Regions from separate parts of the Mus musculus genome. Here all the other regions are linked to region 1. The links are chromatin contacts, called in public Hi-C and Micro-C maps. All regions are on one chromosome and are shown on one strand. Each heading gives the region's core, a stretch centred on a gene start, on an enhancer-like site or on the middle of the called end of the contact. The rest is flanking DNA. Distances are from core to core; before and after follow the strand shown. Region 1 holds the start of Rbms3 (RNA binding motif, single stranded interacting protein). Region 2 overlaps Gm39451 (a long non-coding RNA gene). Region 3 overlaps Rbms3 (RNA binding motif, single stranded interacting protein).

Evidence for each region. Hi-C and Micro-C count contacts between places; a contact is called where the count stands out from the background.
Region 2: a Hi-C map of the N1E-115 cell line shows a contact between it and region 1, with 2.4 times the contacts expected there. The contact joins the enhancer-like site here to the promoter of Rbms3 in region 1. A contact is called at or near these places in 1 of 39 promoter capture datasets (macrophages), 2 of 484 Hi-C or Micro-C datasets (the N1E-115 cell line and nephron progenitors) and 2 of 9 other capture datasets (adipose tissue and liver).
Region 3: a Micro-C map of muscle stem cells shows a contact between it and region 1, with 6 times the contacts expected there. The contact joins the enhancer-like site here to the promoter of Rbms3 in region 1. A contact is called at or near these places in 15 of 484 Hi-C or Micro-C datasets (the C2C12 cell line, the MC3T3-E1 cell line, the N1E-115 cell line and 6 more), 3 of 115 datasets of contacts at active chromatin or transcription factors (bone marrow-derived macrophages, embryonic limb bud and neural progenitor cells) and 1 of 9 other capture datasets (adipose tissue).

Annotation. Positions count from the first base shown.
Region 1 is chr9:117,250,664-117,253,954 of GRCm38.p6, reverse strand. Rbms3 (RNA binding motif, single stranded interacting protein) reads left to right here and starts at 1,472. Exons shown (of 15, transcript NM_001172123.1): 1 at 1,472-2,228. The coding sequence starts at 2,154. Gm17396 (predicted gene, 17396) reads right to left here and starts at 1,422. Exons shown (of 2, transcript NR_166691.1): 1 at 1,117-1,422; 2 at 1-610.
Region 2 is chr9:117,317,543-117,320,482 of GRCm38.p6, reverse strand. It overlaps Gm39451 (a long non-coding RNA gene), which reads right to left. Exons shown (of 3, transcript XR_871331.2): 1 at 2,893-2,940. It also overlaps a transcript of Rbms3 not described here. Among named protein-coding and RNA genes, the nearest start is that of Gm39451, 5.0 kb to the right of the region's middle. Within about 2 kb of position 1,677, at least 2 of the 459 cell types and tissues checked have an H3K27ac peak or open chromatin away from gene starts, as enhancers often do. A contact at or near this core is called in the N1E-115 cell line, where this site is marked.
Region 3 is chr9:117,152,825-117,155,738 of GRCm38.p6, reverse strand. All of the region lies in intron 1 of Rbms3 (RNA binding motif, single stranded interacting protein), which reads left to right. Among named protein-coding and RNA genes, the nearest start is that of Gm39452, 40 kb to the left of the region's middle. Within about 2 kb of position 1,523, at least 60 of the 459 cell types and tissues checked have an H3K27ac peak or open chromatin away from gene starts, as enhancers often do. A contact at or near this core is called in the C2C12 cell line, embryonic fibroblasts, embryonic limb bud and 2 more, where this site is marked.

The DNA of each region.
Region 1 (3,291 bases), core at 223-2,722:
CTGAGACCCTGTCTTTTAAAAAAGAGAAACACACACACACACACACACACACACACACACAGAGAGAGAGAGAGAGAGAGAGAGAGAGAGAGAGAGAGAGAGAGAATCGACATAAAACCCAATGTGATGTCTCCGTGTCCTTGTCTTTCTGCTGGTACCCAGACTTCAGAACTGAGCTTCCTGGAGCTAAGGAGCACAGGAGCCTAGGTTGTTACCCCATGAGTGGCAGGCGGGACTTAAAGCAGAGGTGGCATCCTGTGTATTGCAGTTTCAATTCTCCCTCCATGTGAGGAAACTGCCTTTGTACCTGGAGTCTTTTATCTGAAAGGACGGCTGGAGTGTTCGGCAGACTTGGGGGAGTGGAGAGGCACAGAGGCTGGCTGCCCACGCTCCGGGCATGCGTGAGCACTCCCAGCAAAACACAGCTGGCACAGCTAATTTTAGCCTCACCGCCGCCTTGCAGAGAAACCCTTTAAGGAGATCTATCTTCTCTGAAACAATCTGTATTATAATGTAGCAGCTGATCGACGTGTCGGAATATTATTACTGGTGGGGGGAAAAACTCTGACAAGTAATTATGAGTTTTTGTTCAATTTTTTTGTGTGCAATACTTACAGAGCCACGAAAGCATTAAGAAAGAGCAAGTAAGAGAAGGAGAGAGAGAGAGAGAGAGAGAGAGAGAGAGAGAGAGAGAGAGAGAGGTTATTTTATTCTCCAATAAGCGAATAAATGTAAAGATCACTTTGATTTCGTTTTTAAGAGATGGATAAAGCCACAACACAATTATTTGTGATAGTTAAGGCAACCCCCTTGTTGAGATGGGGCTTGGCTTCCCCACAGAGGTACCCAGCTGAGAATCCCCACTTTTTCTCCTCTCTTGAGCATCCCCCAAAACATTGGTTTCATCTTCAGGTCCTCGGTTCATCTGGCTTTTAATGTGTTAACAGATTTTGAAAAAGCCTTGAATACACTTTTCTCCCTACTTAACTAGAAAGGTTGGCATGTGTGTGTAAATACACACACACACACACACACACACACACACACACACTTCTCCTTCCCTCATGCTCCCCTCGCAGGGCAGGGTCTGTTTTGTTCATCAATGCCATGCCTCACCTCTGGGAACTTGGCGATTGAAGAGGAGAAGCAGCTTGGGAGCTTGGGAGCCCTGGTCGGAGCAGGGCAGGGAGGCTGGGCCATGCCCCACCCAGGCACTTCACAGAGAAGCTGGGGTTCGGTTCCACCCGCGGCTCGGCTGCAGACGCTGCTCACTGTGCTATTCCAGATAGCTAGCAGAGGGGTGGCAGCAGCCTCTTTCTTTCTTTTTCTTCTTCTTTTTCATCTTCTTTTTCCCCCCTTGGAGGAAATACTGCAGCCTTCTGGACTGCGTGCCCGGCTCCCTGGAGAGGCTCTCTCAGTTCCACCCACTGGCTGGAAGGAGGGGAAGTGAGTGAGAGGGGCAAGGCCAGCTGGAACACACCATGTCACTCTGGGAACCAGACAGCAGCAACTAAGCCTGCACGGGTTTCTTTTTCTTTTCTTTCTTTTTTCTTTTTTCTTTTTCTTTTTTTCCCGGTTTTTTTTCCTTTCCGTTCTTTTTCTTTTTGTCCGTTGTTTCTTTTCCTTTTTTCTTCTTTTTATTAAAATTTCCTTTTTCCGCGGTGGGAAAGAGACACGGGAGAGAACGAAAGCTGTACTGCAAGGATTCCGAGTTGTGCTAAAGGATCTATTTCTTTTTTTCTCCTCCTTCGCCTTTACAAGCGCCTGCGATTGACACCACTAGAGACAGGCTGGTCACAGAGCAAACTGCTTCATCCGGACTGGACCGGGCAGCTGGGAGGAACCAGGCAGGCAAGAACTGGGGAAGCAGTCTGGGGGTTTCCGCTACAGATCTCAACCCCCATCTGTTTTTGTTTTTGTTTTCTTTTTCTTTTTCTCTTTTCTTTTTGGTTCTTTTGTTTTGCTTTGCTTTGGTTTTTTGGGTTGTTTTAAATTCCTCACGGTGTTGGAACTAGTGAGGCTGGAGTCTGAGAAGCCTCAGCAGTCACGCAGACTGCCAGGGACAGTGGATTAAGAGAAAGAAGCTCGCTTGCCTGGGGCATCATACACCCTGTTATTCAGTTTCCTGCCTCGGAGATAAAGATCCCAGCTACATGGGCAAACGCCTGGATCAGCCACAAATGTACCCCCAGTACACGTACTACTGTCCTCAGTACCTCCAAACCAAGGTATGGCTGGACCCGCGGGCTTCAGAAGGCAGCGTGGTGCCTGGCGCTCCTCCGGAGCGTGGCAATCCGACCCTTCCCTCACCCTAGCCCCCATCCCCTCTGCCGACCTCTTTCAAATTACTAACAGTAGGAACGGAGTTAACAAGCCAGAGAAAGAAGGGAGAGGAAGCCCCGGAGTGTAGCTTTCTCTTTAAAGACAGGGGACTTTCAATGGAGTGTTCTTTTGTTATTTAGCTGCAGAAATGCCGGTGAGATGGTTGAAGTCTTTTGCAGGTGAGCAGGGATTTTTAGAAACGAGGTCCCAACAGACGTTCTCAGGGGGCGAGAATATTGTTTTAGGAGCTTTTCTAGCGAGCTGTTCTTTGTGTGTGAATCTCAAAGATTTGGGTACCCCCCTCCCTTTCCCCCTTCCTTACAGAAAACACTCTGGGGTGGGGGCCACTTAAACTTTTCATGGCCTAGTGAAAGAGGAAAGAGGAGCGCCAGGAGGCACCCACCAAAGTCTTTCAGAGTTTGTTGAGCATTTTTTTTTCTTTTTTCTTTTGGTTTGGACTGTATTTTATGTGAAGGTTGACTGAGATGCTTTGGGGGGCTAAAAGAACTAGAGGCTTAGCATCCATAGCTTTTACTTTTAGACTGGCCCCCACCCCCACCCTTCAGTTACCACTAGGAAGTCTGGGTCTGGGGGTGGGGGGAAGGCATGGGATGTAACTGATAATAATTGGACTTGAATTGGTTAAAGACTTTAGGCTTTGTGCGAGCATGTGCTTAAGTGATCATTAGGGGCCTGGAGGCAAGCCCACGAAACTGAGCAGGGGGCAGTGCCCACCCTGAACTTTTTATCCTGCAGTTAAGACATGAAAGATGTGAGGTGAGAGATCCATGCTCTAATTTGTCAATTCGATTGGGCTTGATTATTTTGGGGGGTGGGGGGTGGAGGGTACCATGCCGGATACTCTCTGATTTCGTAATGAATTAACCAGACCCCTCCATCTTCTTAGTAACTCCACATGTGAGAGCAAGCAGGGCACGGCTGAGCAGTGTACGCTGTCACTGGGTTCTC
Region 2 (2,940 bases), core at 428-2,927, 66 kb before region 1:
GTCTTTGGACATTTGTGTCTAGGATGAGCCTTATGGTAACATTATTGGTAGCAGCTAAAGGTTTGTGTGTGGGAGGGGGAGGTGATATGTTCACATGTGAGGGTGCACCTGTGTGCTGGTGCACATATACATATGTGTGCATGTGTGTGGATGCTAGAGAACAGCCCTATGTCTAGTTTCTAAGGCACCTTCCATTCACATTGGCCTGGAACTTTCCAAGCAGACTAAGCTGGCTGACCAGTGAGTCTCAGGGACCCATCTGCCTCCTCTTCCCCAGAGCTGGGATTACAAACCTATCTTCAATCTCAGCATTTTTAATGTAGGGTATGCACATTGAATTCTGGTCCTTGGGCTTGCAGTGCAAACACTGTACTTAAACAAAATTCTCTAAACATGACTTCATTTAATTGAGAAGATTGCTTTATCAGTAGTTTTAGAGATCAAAAGGTCAGAGTTGAAAGATACAAGCTGACCCTGTATCCTGAAACCATAGTTTAAGCCGGAACAATTTGCTCTGTTCTCTCTCTCTCTCTCTCTCTCTCTCTCTCTCTCTTCTTGTTTTCCAACACACTGTGTGATGAGAAGAATTCATCTAAGTAGGAAAAGCAGAGGAAAGCCCATCATTAATCAGGGTATTATAAAAGCCCTGTCCTAATGCTTCAAATGACTGTTGAACAAATATAATTAAGCTCTAAGAGTAACTCATCAGATTTAGATCATTATATGTTATACATTATAATTTAATCCTTTGGGGTTTGAGTATTACTATAAGAACAGTGCTACTTAAAAAAATGTGGTGTTTCACAAATCAAATGATTAGTAGTTCTAATTTGGTAATGATATGTCTCCTAGAGTAAGCTAAGCAAACAGAGTATGCCTGCCTTTTGTGTGTGGCTCCTGGCCAAGAGCGTGTCTCTCTGGTGCCCCGATGCTCTTTGAGGCTGCTGTCTACAAGCTGAGTTCCCATGTCCACTGGTTCTCATACTTTTGTTTCTAGTCCTGCCCTTCCGGCTCCTAGGACCCACCTGACACTGCTTCATTTCTGTGCATATATGTGTATGTGTGTATATGTGGTGTGTGTGCACATCTGTGTGCATGAATGCCCATGCAGATGTGAGTGCCTGTATGTAGAGGTCCCAGGATTTTGTTATATGTCTTCTTGGTCACCTTCCCATCTTCTAAATTGGGGCAGACTCTCAGAGCTAACTGATCAGGTACTCTGGCTAACCAGTTTGCTCTGGGCATCCTTCTGCCTCCGTTCCCCCACTGCTTGTACTAAAGCTGCACTACTGTACCTGTTGTACATCTACACGAGCACTCAGGATTTAAACTCAGTTCCTATGTGTGCACGGCAAGCCCTACCCACTGAACCAGACCCTCTCCCCCTTTCCATGGGATTTTATATCTGTTCGCTGTCACTGGCATGCCCTGCAGATCTTTAGAAATTTCAAATGCAGCTGGCATACTTGGACAGGGTCTATGGAGTCAATAAGAATTTTAAAGCCAAGTTTAGAAGTGCTGTAATTCAGTGGCGGCAGTGACTCAGGTCTCATAAATGAAAAGCTGTTCTGCAGATTAAAACTAAATCAATATATGTTAAGCGACTGGGTGTCTGCATTCTGCAGGCAGCTTGGTCAACCTCTCTTGTCTTCTGGGTCTGCCTAAATCTTCCAAGCAAATACTATGTAGACATCTAATTCTCGTTCTCCACCACCTTAAAATTTGGGATTTGTGAGAGCTCTGTTCATTTTATTAAGGAGCAAAAGAGCTTTGTAAAGAAACACCATCCATCAACAGGAAGCAATGAGATTCCCCTCCCCCACATTCCACTAGGGCTTTCTTTCTCTGCTATAAGTTACATACACGGTCCTTCCCTGGTTCTGTTGAGACTTTCTTTTATTACTGGACCGCAGTTAAACTCCACCCGATTTTAAGATCAAAAGCCCCAAATGGAAAATGATAATATTTCAAAATGAAAGTAAGCATGGGGATTTGTGTCTAACACACATGGTGATGATTTAATTAATGGTTCACAGTGGTTGTGTTTGGAGTTGGCAGGGCAAGATCATGTGCAAAAGGAAGTTCAATGTTGTCTGCTAAATAACTCACTGGCTGGAAATTTCCTTTCCTGCCTCCAACCTTCTTGCTTGTAAAGACTCCTGTGACACATGTGTGAACCTCTAGGTGAATCCACACATCACTGTGTGTCACTGTGCCAAACATGTGAATTCAGGACATTTGCCAAGCTCTCACCCCTCTCCAAACACCCAGCTCTGGAGGAATAAGCCTGTTGTGTCAGCATTGGCGAAGGGCAGCTTTCCTCACCATGTGGACCTGCTTTACATGTCTGCCACGAATCGCCCCCCACACACACACACACCATGAATGACATGCTCCTATAACTTTTAAAGGCAATAGTACCACAGATTTTTTTTAAACAAAAAACTGTGGCAGATTTCTGTAAAGTGCTTACCTCAGAGGCAGAGAACCCGAGTTCAGATCCTGACACCAGTATAGAAAACTAAACACTGTGACACACATCCAGTGACAGGCCCCAATTCAAAAATTAATCAATCAATCAATCAATCAATCAAGTATGGGCTAATTAAAAATAGTAATTAAGACCTTGCTGTTAATCTCTGACCTCCACATTCAAACTCACACCCATAACCCCCCCCCAACACACACACACACACGCACACACAAGCACACACCTCCGAAAACAGGTGGGTAATAACTGCTGCCCAGTTCACTGTTCTATCTCCTCTTCCCACCATCATCTCCACTATCACCATCACCCACAGCATCACAGGAATGTCTTCCCTGACTCTTCTGTGGAGTAACCTAGCCACCTTTCCAAATTGTTGCCAGAAGAGGCCCAGGTATACTCACCAGAAAGTGCCCCCGGCACAGCCTGTCTTCCCTCAAGCACAGACTGTC
Region 3 (2,914 bases), core at 274-2,773, 98 kb after region 1:
GCACTTATATCTACCGCCAATATATTTATTGATTTATTATCTCATAACAGAGATAATAAACAGTTACCCGTGGACCTTAAATCTGATTGATGCTCTTCGGTTTTTAGTAGCGTATACGACCAGTGGTAGCTTCCTGAAAGATAGGAGATAGCTTATGTGTAACAACTCATACTTAAAAATAATACAGATGCCTGAGTCCAGTGATCCATGTTCAAATTATGAACTGATGGTTTGAGTTGTTTATTCTGCATTAATTGAGGTATTATCATAATCCTAGCAGGACCAGAAACACATTTGATGGCAGGCATGATGGCTCAGTGGTTATGACTGCTTACCACGGAGTTTGACAACCTACTTTCAATCCCTAGAACCTATAAGGTAGAAAGAGAACCAGCTCCCCACAAGTTGTTCTTTCTCTGCCCCCAATAAAAAATATAAGCAAACAAATGTGTATATAAACCCTGTTTAGTTAGTGTCTCTGAGCTTGGCTTTTCATGTTATGGGAACCTTCTGGACTGTTCCTTGAATCAGTGAGAGGCTGCATCTGTAAAACTCACAGGATGCCTAGCATCAAGTCAGTGAAAAATGATCACTTCTCTAGAGTTGCAGATATTTTCCTCCAAGGTTAGCGGAGCCTGTACCCCAGCAGAGAGAAATTTCTTTCTCAGCTTCCTTCCCATCTGCCCCCATTCCTTACACTTATGAATTGATTTGCCAAGGAGAACCCGTCTACCGGCAAGCTTTGAGAACCATTACAGATGGCTCCTTAACTTTATGGCTGTTCAGACTTGAACTATTGTGTGTGGGTGTGCCTTTGGGACTCAGGGACTAGGATTTTGTTCTTATTGAAAAGCTAATCCCATTCTGGCCTCTGAGCTCAGTTGGATCAATCTCTCCACTCACTACAGTTCCCTGGCCCCTGACTCGGTGCCTGGCAGGCAGTGTATGGTCTTGGCTAAGGGTGCCGGGGGGTTCTAGGTTCTGACCATTCTGGGTTAGACTATGGCTCTACTACATCTGAGAGTGTAGATACTCAGCGTTCACACCTAAACCTATAAAATGGAGGCAACTGATCAATGAACTCACAGACTCACTGGGAAAATGAGCAAGGCCGCATGAGAAGTGTGTCCAATTCTGTCTCATAATGAACAGGTCTTTGTGAGCTGTATGATAGTAAACTTACAGAGACAACCAGCTCTGAAGTGAATGGTTGCCCTGTGGTGATGGATAATGACAAAAATTATAGTAGGAAAGATGGAAGTCCAGTAGTTTGAAGAGTAAAGACCACCCCCCACCCACCACCATCGGAAAAAAGAAAAAAAAAAAAAAGACTCCAGACAGTAAAAGCCACCTGGCGAAACAGGAAGGAAGTAGCAGCCTGAATAGGGGCTCAGAGCTCCCTTTTTTTCTGGTCTGAAGATTTTTATTAAAGCCACCTATGTCATAAAACAGGGAGAGACATTTGCTACCAGTGAGGGTAATTTGATGCCTTAACCATATTCTCGGCAGAGCAGGGGAGACTCTGCCTTGGTGTCTGGAGTCTCAAAGAAGAGGTCTGAGAAAAGATGTGAACAATTCACAGACTCCGAGGCTGCTAAACCCACAGGCCACTTCCGGCCCTCCTGCTCTGCATAAACCGTCCTTGCTCCCTGAGGACCTCTGACATTCCTGCGCTCTGAGCCAGGAGGAGAGAAAGACGCATTTACTGCGCTCTGATTACTCCTTTCTGGTAAATGAAAATGTGTCTGTGGTGTCACCGCCATCCCAGCTGTCCCAGACAAGCACTCCTGACGCGGAGACTCAAGAAGATCTGCCTCCTGAAATGTAAAACAACACCTTGTTAAGCAGCCCCCTCCGCCATCTCTGACCTCGATTTCTGCCTCTGGTGTGCAGCAGGCAGGTGAAAAGGCAAAGCATGAATAATACATGCTTGACGCGGGCGTGGGGTTTGCCATTCAGAGAAATACTAACTGGAAAGCAAGCGTGGACGGAGAAAAAACGAGACGGAGTTTTGGGGTATACCGTGTCCATCCAGTGCCACCATTATGATTAATGCCCAGGGAACCTTCATGGCTATTCGTGGTAAGACTTCTAGAACCCTCTGGCAAACAGAATCATATCCAAGCCCTATCCTGGGTACCCTGGAAGTTGAAACATCTAATACCAAAAAGGAAAAAAAAAAGTCCTTGATTTCCACTTTAAAAAAATTCTTTCTTGCTGGGCAGTGGTGGCGCACGCCTTTAATCCCAGCACTTGGGTGGCAGAGGCAGGCAGATTTCTGAATTTGAGGCCATCCTGGTCTACAGAATGAGTTCCGGGACTGCCAGGGCTATACAGAGAAACCCTGTCTCGAAAAACAACAACACGACAACAACAACACCACCCCAAAACAACAACAACAAAACCCAAACAAACAAACAAACAAAAAACCCCAAGCAACCGAACAAATAAAAAACCCCCAAAAAACAAATACAAAAATAAAAATTCTTTCTTGCTCCCTTTTCTAACTGAAATGTAGATACCCCAGGGTTACTGCTTTCTTTTGCCTTATCCTGGGGAAGTGGATCCTTCAGGCTCCATGATGTGTGTTCTCTTTACCATCTTCAGCCTGTTTCTGCCACCTCTTCCCTAAACCCATTTACCATATGAAACCCCGATGGTTAATCTTGACGGACAGGATTTAGAATAACCATGTAAACAAACATCTGGGCATGTCTGTGAGATGAGAGACCCACTGAACATGAGTAGCACCATTCCCTGGACTGAGTTCTTGGGCTGAATGAAGAGAAGGAACAGAGCCCTGGCTTGTATTGCTCTCTGCTTCCTGACTGAGTTTGTAATGGAAGCCGCTGCCCCATCCTCTGACCACAGGCCTTGCCTATCATGATGGGCTGCTGTAGACTTGAACTGTGAG